Regions from separate parts of the Zea mays genome. Here region 2 is linked to region 1. The links are chromatin contacts, called in public Hi-C maps. All regions are on one chromosome and are shown on one strand. Each heading gives the region's core, a stretch centred on a gene start, on an enhancer-like site or on the middle of the called end of the contact. The rest is flanking DNA. Distances are from core to core; before and after follow the strand shown.

Region 1 (6,678 bases), core at 2,625-5,124:
CATCGCATTAGGATTACTTTATTATTACTTCTATCTATTTTTCTAAGGTTTGGTATTTACTTATACTTAGTAACTGGTAATAAAATTTTGACCAACTTATAAAAGCAATGCTCAGCTTCAACCTTTGTTTTGTTGATCTGCCTTACACTTCACATGAATTCCCACCTTTGGTGAGTTCATGCACATTATTCCCCACAACTTGTTGAGCAATGAACATGTGTGAGCTCACCCTTGCTGTCTCACACCCCCCCATAGGAGAAGAACAGGTGGTTCAAGTGGAGCCACACATTGAGGAGTTCGATTCGATTTAGGTGGCATCTCCCAGTTGACTTTGTGGCGCCAAGGATGGACTTTAGTTCGATTTATATTTATAATTTATTTTGTAAGACTTCCACTATATAATAAGTACTCTGATTATATTGTGACATTTATCTCTATACACTCTGTTATTATATGTGTTGTCTTCTTTGGCACATATATGAGATGCACCTGGCTTTGTGCCTTAAAACCGGGTGTGACAGAAGTGGTATCAGAGGAATGTTGACTGTAGGACGAAACCTAGATAGAAATGGACAAAACCATTACCTACTTACCATACTGTGATTCTTTCTAAACTTACCTTAATCTTTTCTCATCTATTTCCGCTTTACTCTGATTATTCTTACCTTTTCTTTCTAAAGACAAATGTGGATTTCACACTTTTGAAATCATGTGCCTAAAGTGACCTTTAGGAATAGGAGACCTATTCTTAGGAACCAAAAACAAAACTATTTTTTAGGTATCTATACGCTTGAGTGCTTGTTCTTATGATGCTTGTTTGATTTGGATCTTTGATTGAGTGTGATGAGTCGTGGAGTAATGTCCATAATTACATCTACATATACATATAGGCATAAATATAAAAAATAAAATCCATGAGATAGCTAAACAACTTAGATTATCCTCCATTAAAGTGTATCTATTTTATATAGATCCCTCTTATCTTAAAAGACTCTCTCTTATCTTAATAGATCCATCTTATCTTAAAAGATACTCTCTTACCTTAATAGATTCATCTCATCTCGAAAAGATTTCCATCTTATCCAAATAGATCTAACTAATCTCAAAAGATTCTATCTTATTCTTAGAGACTCATCTTGTCCTAATAAGCATATTTATCCCCACCACTTTGCTTATCTCATAATAGTGTAACAAACATGATCTATTCCAAAATAAAATAAGTAGATCTTATCTAGTCTAATCTGATTACACCAATTTAATTTTGATCCCATCTAATCTGATCAGACCTAACCTAATGGACAAGCATGTCAGATAATACTGGTAAAATAAGATTGGATCCTAGTCTTATAAATATGTTTTAATCTAAAATGGAATCTTAGTCCAACCTGGCCATATGCAACTACCTTAACCACCCGATAGTTGCATAACCCCTCTGTTTTAACCTAACAGAGATTCTGACTTGCTTACACCATATAATTTATCCTATCTCAAAAGAATATAACATATCCTAATAGTATTTATTCTACCCTGGTAGATCTAATCAACTTAAACTAGTCTAATCTAGTTATATGCAATTTAATCTAGACCCTACCTAATATAATATGATCCAATCTAAAGGGAGTGACTTAAACAAGTCAGTTAATACTGGCAACATAGATAGACCATATTCCTATAAATGGGTTTTAAACCTATATTGGTGTCATAGACCAATTCGTCCGAGAAACCACGACCTACCCTATGTTATAGTTTGCCCAACCCATTTATCCCAAAAACAAAGTAAAACTCTGTTCAACCTACCTACCCCATGTACCCGTAATCGTTATCCCAACTCGGATGATAGTATCTAACACCAAGACTGATGGTCCCTAAATCAGACCCAAAAAGAAGGTTAACCTCGACAATGAAGGATATGGATAGAAACAGACCTTCAGATGAAACAAGATCCACCATCCGGAATAAAAAAATCTCACTTACTTAACTTTCTTTTACCCCCAAACCTTCTCTACACTCACCAAATAGCTAAAACATGATGTACCCTTGTTTTCTATGCCACACCTGTTAATGGCATGAAAATTTTTGGTATATAAAAAAATACTAATTGGAAATACCACTTAGAAAAAATATATACTAGAATTTCATAAAGGTAAAGTCAGCTTGATATGCTTAACTAAATGGTATTCTTAAATAGGAGTATAGAATTTAATGTGATCTAGTGTGATCTAATCCAATGTGGTCTGCTTAAACAGATTAATAGAACTTGGACCCTTCTAAGGTGTTAACTTAATTTAGCACATTATATCAACTCAACCATGAGCTAACCGAACCCATAGAGTCATGATGGATTGTATAATCTGTCTATCCTCACCTAACATCAAACAAGATTTTGACCTACACCATGTAAGTCTATCTCACCCATATCTATCTCATCTTAACAGATATTATTTTACCTTTGTATATTCACCTTATACGACTAGTTATCCCAAGCTTGATATAAAACAATAGATTAAGCCCTGCCAAAGACTCTTCAGTCCATAACCAGCTACTAGCTTATTCGTTCTGCCTACCAAATAATTTTCCTTAAAAAACTATTTTACCATATGCTTCTAACTCAGATGGTCAATACCAGGAAGGGAGGACTATCAGGCAACAGCAAACAGAAATGAGTCCTCCAGATCCTCCATCGGTTGGAATCGATCAAGTGGTTGCTGCCCAAATGATGGTAATACAACAAATGACAAACATAGTTACCGAAATGCAAAATCAGATAAGACAAGAACGCCAGGAAATACGTCAGGACCGGCTGGAGATACTTTAAGAAATAAGGCAAGCACGGTTGGAAAGATAACAACAACAACACCCACTACCTCCACCACCACCAGCTCCACCAAGCTACATAAATATATATATATATATATATATATATATATATATATATATATATATATATATATATATATATATATATATATATATATATATATATATATATATATATATATACTACTATTTGTAAGACCTAAATGTTACTTTAGTTAGTAGATGGTATGATACTATTTTAGGAGGAATAATAAGGTCTATTTGACCCATGTGTTGCTAATAAACTATGCATCATGCTGAGATTTTTGTTTGTGCATATGTGTTGAGACCATATGAGTATACATCCCTTTTCATTCAAATCTCGGGGACGAGATTTCTGTTAAGGGGGGTAGGATTTGTAAAGCCCAAAATTGGTAGGAAAAAACAATAATAATAATAATAATGAAATAAAAAATTTAAGAATCGCGCTTTAGGGATTTTTGAAACCTTCCTGTATTTCTCATGCCTTTGAATGTTTAACTTCAAAAAGAAAAGAGGAAGGAAATTGTATTAAAGTCATTTACTATTGCTAGAATTAAATGGTGGGAAGAAGAATAAATAATAAATAAATAAAATTTCAAAGAGCAAAAGTATTATTCAAGAGAGAATTGTGAATTCAAAGTTCAAACATGAATTTAAATTTAGTTTGGAATTTGAGAATAAGAGAAAGGGGAATAGAAAATAAAATAGAAAAGGAGGAGGCAAAGGAAACAAAAATACTTAAAATAAATATATAAGTCTATAAAAATATATACTTTGCCTTCATGTTGTTATTCTAGATGTTACAATTAAATTAGAATTTGAAACCCCTATTTAAATCTGAATATTGAAGATGGGAATAGAAATAGAAAAAAAAACAGAAAACAAAATAAAAGAAAAGGTTCACCTCCACTGCATGGGTCGAATTTGCTCCTCATGGCCCACTACCCCGCGCCGTCCCGCTTCTACTCTCCACCGCGCGCGCTTCCACTGTGCCAAAACCCTAGCCGCCAGCCTCACTCCTCACCGCGCGCGCGTACGTAAAGCTGGCACTGACTCGTGGACCCGGTCGTGCTTACGCGCGTACCGCCCCACTCACTCACTGCTTGTGGGACCCCCTCGACAGTAGGGTCTTCTTCCCTGTTTGACTCGGACGGCACCGTTGCGAACGGATCAACCGAGACCTCAGGCGAGCGCCCACTTGCTTGAATTTTGCGGGCTGTTACTGTCTCGGCGTCATGATCCAGCACCCGGGAAAAACGCGAAAGCTGCCCACCACCACGGCCGATTAGGAGGTAAGAGAGGGAGAGCTTGAAGACGCCGCCGCGGGCAACTCGACCACACCGTCGTCTAGGCTCTGGCGAGTTCCCTTGAGGTCTCGAAGGATCGTGCTTATCGCGTGTGGGGCCTCGCTGGGCGTGGGAAGAGTCCGGGGCGACGGGAGTTCATTGACGGACTTCACGGAAGCTGCAGAGACACCCCACAACGTCGCCAGACCTAAACACCGCCCAATTGCCGGTGAGAAACCTCTCCAAGCTTTCTTCTCCACGTCTGCGATAAGTAGCATCGATTTGAGAAGGCAATGGGATGATTGTGCGTTAGGAATTTGACGCTGGAGTATGTCACCACCGTGGGTCCGCATGGATGTCGTGGGCGGTATCACCCGCGCTATAGCTTCGTGTAATGTCACCCTAATCTGCTACGCATCGATTCCCGCTTCGTGTAGCACTTTTTAGTTTGGGTAAATGATGAACGTAGCGCCGGGCGTGGATCTCGTCGGGCTCCTCCACTGCGGGAGATTGGCCGGCACCGCCGTCTAGGGGACGCGGGGTAGGAGACGGGTCTTTCAGCCATGGATCTTCGAGTAGACGGCTGAGATTAGGCGCGGGAGCCTACCCCTTCACACTTTAAATCCGAGCCATTGGCGACTCATCCGAGGGCTTGTGTGCGGTAAAGACGTAGTGGGATCCGGGGCGTAGATCTTGGATCCTGGGGCTCGGGTGGCGTACCATTTCGCGAGGCTTCGATCTAATCTGGAACGTCGATTGTGAATCGGGCGGCTAGGATTAGCCCGCACCCATTCGGTTAGAACCTTTTACTAAAGAGACCTTGGGTTTTGAGGGAAATAACCCGCAGTCCTGGCGGGGGAGTTCTGAGTCTACGTAACATTTATGGTTTAGCCCCTGGACTCTCTGGTAATGATGCGCTCGGTCTAGATAATTAGAAAATCAAATAAATTCATTTGGAAAATACTTTTTAATGCAAAAATAATTGCTAGAATTGGTTTAATTCATAGAAAATTCATATGAAGACCAAATCAATCTATTCCAATTTCTATAATTTTATAATATTATTGTTTATCAATTAGTGCCACTATTTTGACATGAAAGTCACATTAAAATTTATATCCTAGTTAATCTTGTACAAAACACATAAAATCTTTAGAAATTCATAACTTAAAATCTATAACTCCGAACTAAACCTTTCCAGTTGCTTTAGCTTATATGAATATTTACTATGCAATAACAACATTTATTATACCATGTCTTGTTATTTTATAATTAGATCTTTATTTAACTTATGTTGGTTGGTCTCGTTAAACTACTTATCATTATAATCTACTAGAATATGATCTATGGTCAATTTATAACTTAGATTAAAGTTGAGATAATTATTTATAGAATAACCTCTCATATGATTTATATTAACCAATTTATAGTATAGTTTAATATTTTAATCACACAGATCTTCTATAAAATCATAACTCCTTAATCGTAACTCCGATCTTAGTAGTTCTCAATCCCACGATCTCGTAGCATCGCGTAAATCATTATTATTCAGTTTGTTCTAATGTTTGGTGTAATGTTAATTTTGTCTATACCATGTCTGTTTATATTGCTACGACTAGCAGTGAGGTCACGAGAATCTGAGGATCATCCTGGTACCTGTAATCTCAAGTCCCAGGCAAGTTGTGCCCTTGATCACTTCCTTTTTACCTAATCATGTTCTTATTAATCATAATGACCTGCATACGTTAATTTGATGGGATCCAATAGGTTACCCTATTTTTGGCTATCTTTATACCTTGTTTTACCACTGAATTTTTTTGGGTAGTATATGCTATTGCTTTATGTGGTTTTGGGTACAGAGATAAACATTACTCATGTTCACACTTTTGTTATCAGTTTATTATTTACTGTTCATGATAAGATCATTATGTTAATGGGAACATGGTGAACCACCCGGGAAAACAGTGCCACCACAAGGGTGGTATGGGACGCCCTTGGCTGACTAATTAGGAAAGCTAGTGGAAGACTACCTTACCCGAAAGGGGCAAGGGCAGTAGGGGAGTTGCATGCAGGGAGGTTCTCGGGTTGATTTTGCTGCGATGGCGGTCAGACGAGGGAGTCTTGCATGTGCTCTTCCCATAAACTATTGTGACAGAACCTCCCAATGTATTAGGCCCACATACAGATGCCCTTGTCCCAAGGACCTCGGAACACCATGCAGATGCACATAATCACTCAACAAGTTCGGTTTTCTGTATCAACATCATATCGCCCAAGAGCGCTTCACCCATCACGTAGACATTACATCACATCGGAGGAAATAATAAGCGGAAGCGGATTACAATGACTTAATTTACATTCATAAAATACAGAGAGAAAGAGTATTATTACAGTACGGGTGCTATGAGTGCATAAAGTATTATTACAAACCAGGGAGGCAAAACACCCTCCCGCACAAAAGTTTATTGCTTTCAAACTGGGAGGCAAACATCCTCCCGCATGCACGATCACTGTTTTGGCTCCTCTTTTGGTACCACCTTTGAACATAAACAAG
Region 2 (6,084 bases), core at 2,165-4,664, 570 kb before region 1:
CTGCAACTGCAGGATCAGCTCCGGCTGGTGGAGGGTTTGGAGGATCCATCTCAGCTTGTTGTTGTTGTGGTTGCCTGAATATTCTCCGACTATATCGATTGGGGGGTAGATCAATTCCACCACCCTTCCTGGTATTGACCATCTGAGTTAGAAACATATGGTAAGAAAGAAAGGATTATAGACAAGGCAATTAATTACGAAGCATGTTACCTTGGGGTTTTATTAGCTAAGTGTGTCACCTACTAAAGCTAATACATTACTTAATGGCGGTACATGATAAAATGCCCTGCTATACTGAGTCAATCAATTAAAGAAGCAAATCAGGCATTTATCATCAGAACAATCAACCAACATTTTTAAAGAAAATAGTTTTAATTTTGTCTTTGGTTTCCTATCTCTTAAAAGGTCATAAATGTAGGATTCCAAGGTCTAAAATCCATCTTGTCTTAGAGTAGAAAAAATAAGAGTAATCAGAGTAGAACAGTAGAAGGTGAGACAGGATCAAGATAAGTGTAGACAGAATCAGAGTAAGGTATGTAGGTAATGGTTTTGTCTATTTCTATCTAGGTTTTGTCCTACAATCAACATTTGCTCTGATACCACTTCTGTTACACCCGGATTTAAGGGATAAAGTCGGGTGCATCTCATATGTGCGCCAAGGAAGAACAACACATATAATAATAGAGTGCATAGAGATAAATGTCATAAATATCATAAATGTACTTATTACATAGCGGAAGTCTTACAAAATAAATGATAAAATAAAGCGAACTAAATATTATTCCCTGGCGCCACAAAACTGACTCGGAGACGCCACCTAGATCAAGTCGAACTCCTCGTTAGGCGGCTCCTCTTGAACCACATGTTCTTCTCCTATGGGGGGTGTGAGACAGCAAGAGTGAGCTCACACATGTTCATCGCTCAACAAGTTGTGGGGAATCATGTGCATGAACTCACCAAAGGCGGGAGTTCATGTGAAGTGTAAGACTGATAAATAAAATAAAGGTTCAAGCTGAGAATTTCTTTTATAAGTTGGTCAAAATTTTATTAGCAGTTACTAAGTGTAAGTAAATACCAAACCTTAGTAATAAAAGTAATAATAATAAAATAATCCCAATACGATGCAAATGACAAATTGAATTTAATTCCATAAATTAATCATGTGAGTGTCTGAGTTGCTCATGACCGTGAGCACGACTAGTATACCAGTTTTACACTCTGTAGAGGTTGTGCATCTTTACCCACAAATTGTGTTACCCATTTGCCACGGGGTTGATCGGACCCCATATACCTCTACCAAGGAAGCGAGGTAGGGTACCACTACGAGGCCTTTACAAAGTTCCACTAGCTTCAGAAAACTCGCTACAGTTTATAGGAAGTTCTAGTGCAGGGATCCCTCGCCTGACCACCATCGCAGCAAAATCAACCCAAGGACCTCCCCACACTGACCACTCCCCTACTGCCCTTGCCCCTATAGGGTAAGGTAGTCTTCCACTAGCTTTCCTAGTTAATCAGCCAAGGGCGTCCCATACCACCCTTGTGGTAGTACTGTTTTCCCGGGTGGTTCTCCATGTTCCCATTAACATAATGATCTCATCACGAACAATAATAATAAACTGATAATAAAAAGTGTAATAATGAGTGATGTATATCTCTACACCCAAAACCACGTAAAGCAATAGCATATACTACCCAAAAATGCAGTGGTAAAATAAGATATAAAGATAGCCAAAACTAGGGTAACCTATTGGATTCCATCAAAATTAACTTATGCAGATCATTATGATTAAAAAGAACATGACTGGGTAAAAAGGAAGTGATCAAGGGCACAACTTGCCTTCAACGAGCTCCTGCTGAGCAGTCTCCACCTGCTGTACCCCCGAATCCTCTGTGGCTTGCTCGTCTACTCGCATCAATACAAACATACATAGTATAAAGGAGAAATTAACATCACACCAACCACGTAAACAAAATACACATTAGTAATCTACATATTAAAATGAGATCATAGGAAAAAGAATCATTAAATTTGGAGTTATAGATTTTAAGTTATGAATTTCCAAAGGTTTTATGTATTTGATACAAGATTATCTAAGAAATAAATTTCATTACTGTTTTCATGTCAAAACAGAGACACTAGGTGATAAACAGTAAAATTACTAAATTATAGGAACTAGAATGGATTAATTTTGACTAAGTATGAATTTTCTACAAATTAAATAAGTTCTAGCATTTATTTATACCTTAAAAATCAATTTATGTTATTAATTATCAAATCCCTCTGATCTCTAGACTGGGCGCATAATTTCAAGAAATCGTAGGGGCTAATCCTTAGTTTTCCCAGGACTCAGTGAATAGCAACAGCGGACGACGGGTTGAATACTACTATTCCTAGGGTCTATTTAGCAAAACAGGCTCGACGAAGGGGTATCTTGATCCCTCGGTCGTCCGATCGGAAATGAGGCGCCCTAATTAGATTAGCCCTGGACAAGTCACCCGCTCTCCCCTCAACCATAGGATCTGGAAACGACGTCCCAGATCTAACCACGTTATTATGAACTAGCGCGTGATTACAACCATCTGATCTGTGATCGACGGTCTAGGTCTCATTATACGAAGGGGTATGGCCTTTCTAATCTGGACAACCCGCTATTCATCCGACGCCACCGATTCCCTCCAGATCATTAGAGACGGCGATTTGATCTCCACTGCTCATTCGAATCAAATGGTCAGGGCAAACTCTTCCTCCTCCTCACCGAGTTCCGCACGGTGGTGCCCAAAGCGGAGGCCGCGCTCCTCACCGGAGCTAGCCACCCAGTGACCCAAGGCCTAATTCTAGCGTCCAACAAGCGCAGCGCAAACAGGAGAACTTAGCGGACCGATTGACGCATTCCATACAGTGGACCGAAGCTCGGTTGTCGATGGCCGTGGTGGAGCAACAACTCAGCGGAGATCCCAAGTTCGACGAGGAATTCCGCGATCATGATGGTATTTTCTCCTTCGCAGGTGCCACGTATGCTTCCGCCGCCCTGAGATGGTTCTCCTGCACCACCCAATTGGCTCCCAACAACGGTGAGAAAGCAAACCGACGACGGCGGCCACGGCTATGGCGTGACTCTCGGTGAGCGTTTCGGGACGACTCAGGCGATTGTGAGTGAGAGGGGTCGCGTAGAGACGATGCTCGCATTTATCGCCCAGGCGTGCAAAATCTGCGATGTGGTCCAGCTCCCCCAGGGGAAAAGGGCGGTGAGCTCCGCCGTAAGACTAGCCGTGCAGGTCGCGCGATCTGTTGAAACCGATGAGCAAGCGTGCTGACAGGTGAGGCCACGTTGTCGGCGCGAGAAAGGGGGGAAAAGGAGAATCGCACCACGCGGAGAATGGACCCACATGCCAGCGTGAAGGGGACCGGCGCGCGTGCGAGTGAGACAGACACACAGGACCCACTGTCGGCGCATCCACTCAGCCCGGCCACACAGGGAAGACGATGTTGGGCCGAACGCAGGTTTGGGCCGAGAAGACGTTTCCCATTTCTTTCTTCTTTTCTTTTTATTTTCTATTTTTCCTTTCTTTCTTTTCCGAATTCATATTTAAATTCTAGTTTAAATTCAAACTTGTGAAAAAATTATCCTTAGATTATATTGCACCATAAAAGGTTCCAATTTGGAGATATATTTATATATATTATTTATATTTTTATATCCTTTCTCTCTTTCTTTTCTCTCCTTTTTCTCAATTTCTATTTTCAAATCCTAAATTTCAATCTAGTGTTCAACCCAAATCTCAAAGCATGGTTATATTCCTATTAGTGTTATTATTATTATTATTAAATGCACAAACACTTAAAATCCAGTATGATGCACAAATTATCTTTGGTTCCTTTAACTACTTATTCTCTCTAAGTATGGTTATTCCTATGTGATGATAAGTAGAAAACAAAACAACTAATGAGATCACCCTTTTCAATGCAGTATTAACAGTATGAGGATTTGAGCGGTAGTGCAGAAACAATTGATGTTGGTGTTGGTGGACTCAGGCAGTTCGACCAGTTTTGTGAGTAGGCATGTGGTGCATCAGTTGGGGTTGGCTATTCAAGTTTGTCCAGCTGTGATAGTCAAAGCGGCAAATGGAGAGACTATGGTCAGTAATACTATGGTGAAAGGATTGGAATGGTGGGCTGGTGCACAGTTGTTTCATACGGATATGAGGATTTTAACTTTGAGTGCTTTTGATGCTATTTTGCGGTATGATTGGTTGAGACACCACAACCCTATGGAATGTGACTGGGAACAAAAGTTTTTGAAGTTTACAATGGAAGGAAGACAGGTAGTATTGCAGGGTGATGAGGAGGATGGTGTTGGGGAGGTGAAGCATGTGACAGGTTCCTAGTTGCACAAATGGGTGAAGGGGAATGATATTTGGGCCTTAGTGGTGTTGGAAGAGATGGCTGGATATCAGGGAGTACAACAACAGGGGATCTTTAGCAGTTACTTCAGGAGTTTGGAGATGTGTTTGAAGTGCCTACTCAGTTACCTCCTGCTAGGGTGTATGATCATCATATTCCTTTGGTTCCTGGAGCAGTACCAGTGAATTCTAGGCCTTATAGGTACTCTCATCTTCACAAGGATGAAATTGAGAAGTAAGAGGCTACTTTGTTGAAGGATGGTCTTATTGTTCCTAGTGTAAGCCCTTTTGCTTCTCCGTTGTTGTTGGTTAAGAAGAAAGATAGCACTTCGAGGTTTTGTGTGGACTACAGGAAACTAAATGTTGGCGACTTGTTCTCAAATGCTATGAGTTAAGAACAAGGCAACACAGAGAATGTTAAACGATAAAGTCCTTCGTCCTTTGAAGCATTATTTCCCTTAGGATATAACGATCTTCGGACGAAGGTCATGAAGGACGAACCTTCATCATCAAAGTATATATTAATGAAAGACGAAGCATATGAAACATAAAAGATAGTATGAACAATCATATAACATTATTCATTTAACTTTATTATATCATCATAGAGAAATAAGAACAATATCAAATTATAAATGTACCTTCGGCTTGGAAGGAGATGAAAATACAAGGATGACGCAAAAGCAAAATGCCAAGTCAGCGTGAATAGTACGGGGGTACTGTTCACCTATTTATAGGCACGGGGTACAACCCATACAAAATTACATACATGCCCTTTACATTTGGTGATAATTCTATAGCACTCTATCGAGGTCTAAATGGCCTTTTCATCTTTAAGTCGGTTCCCTTTTCTGCGAACATGCCGAAGCTTTCCTGCTTCACAGCTTCGGCGCTGTGTCAACCTTTGTATCTTTTGAGCTTCTCCCTTTCTGATATAAGTCCGAAGATACCTGCTCACACATTATAAAGCCGCTTCTCCCTTGAAGACCTTCGGCGACGAAGCATAGACCCAACAGTAGCCCCTTTCGCGGTGCTAGATCGTTTTTCGTAACGAGCTTGATCCGTGAAAAAAGTCTCTTAAGCTTCGGGGAGCCGAAGGTCCAAAAAACACCTTCCCTGAGCTCGTTGCCGAGAAACGATTCACTCCCCCTGCGCGTAGCGGCCCCACCTTGCAGAGTTACTGTTCGGTCTCTGTGGTCCACCGTTCAGCGAGTGCGAGCGGGTGTCCGCCTGGTGTAAAACTTCTGGCGCTTCGCCTTCTTACCTGCGGCACTATATAAACAGACGAGTAGGTGTGAAGTTACCACAGCATTTACTGCTATTTGCACTGTTTTGCTGCCAAAATTCTTAACCATCGCCGAAGCTTGTTTGTCAGAATTGAACGAAGCTCCTTCTTGAAGCCTGCTTCGGAGAAAAAAGTATTAAAGTTTCACAAGTTCATAGTTAAATGGCCAGAGTCCGTTCTACCGCTAGGGTTGAGCGTGAGGGGGACGAAACTGATGCTTCGGAGACTGTCCCTATCTCCGAAGCCATGCGACGATCCGGGCTAGTGACTTCGGAGAAGGCTCCTATTGATGATGCAGAACAAGCAATCGCTGAAGCAGAAGGAGAAGATGCTGAGGAAACTGACTCCGAAGATGATTATCACCTTGCCACACCAAGCAAACCCAGTCATTTGGACTT

Evidence for each region. Hi-C and Micro-C count contacts between places; a contact is called where the count stands out from the background.
Region 2: a Hi-C map of bundle sheath shows a contact between it and region 1, with 7 times the contacts expected there. The contact joins two enhancer-like sites. A contact is called at or near these places in 2 of 25 Hi-C or Micro-C datasets (bundle sheath and endosperm).

The regions. Positions count from the first base shown.
Region 1 is chr10:30,447,802-30,454,479 of Zm-B73-REFERENCE-NAM-5.0, reverse strand. No RefSeq gene overlaps it. Among protein-coding and RNA genes, the nearest start is that of LOC100283010, 82 kb to the right of the region's middle. Within about 2 kb of position 3,874, at least 17 of the 20 cell types and tissues checked have an H3K27ac peak or open chromatin away from gene starts, as enhancers often do. A contact at or near this core is called in bundle sheath, where this site is marked.
Region 2 is chr10:31,014,816-31,020,899 of Zm-B73-REFERENCE-NAM-5.0, reverse strand. No RefSeq gene overlaps it. Among protein-coding and RNA genes, the nearest start is that of LOC100274788, 110 kb to the left of the region's middle. Within about 2 kb of position 3,414, at least 18 of the 20 cell types and tissues checked have an H3K27ac peak or open chromatin away from gene starts, as enhancers often do. A contact at or near this core is called in bundle sheath, where this site is marked.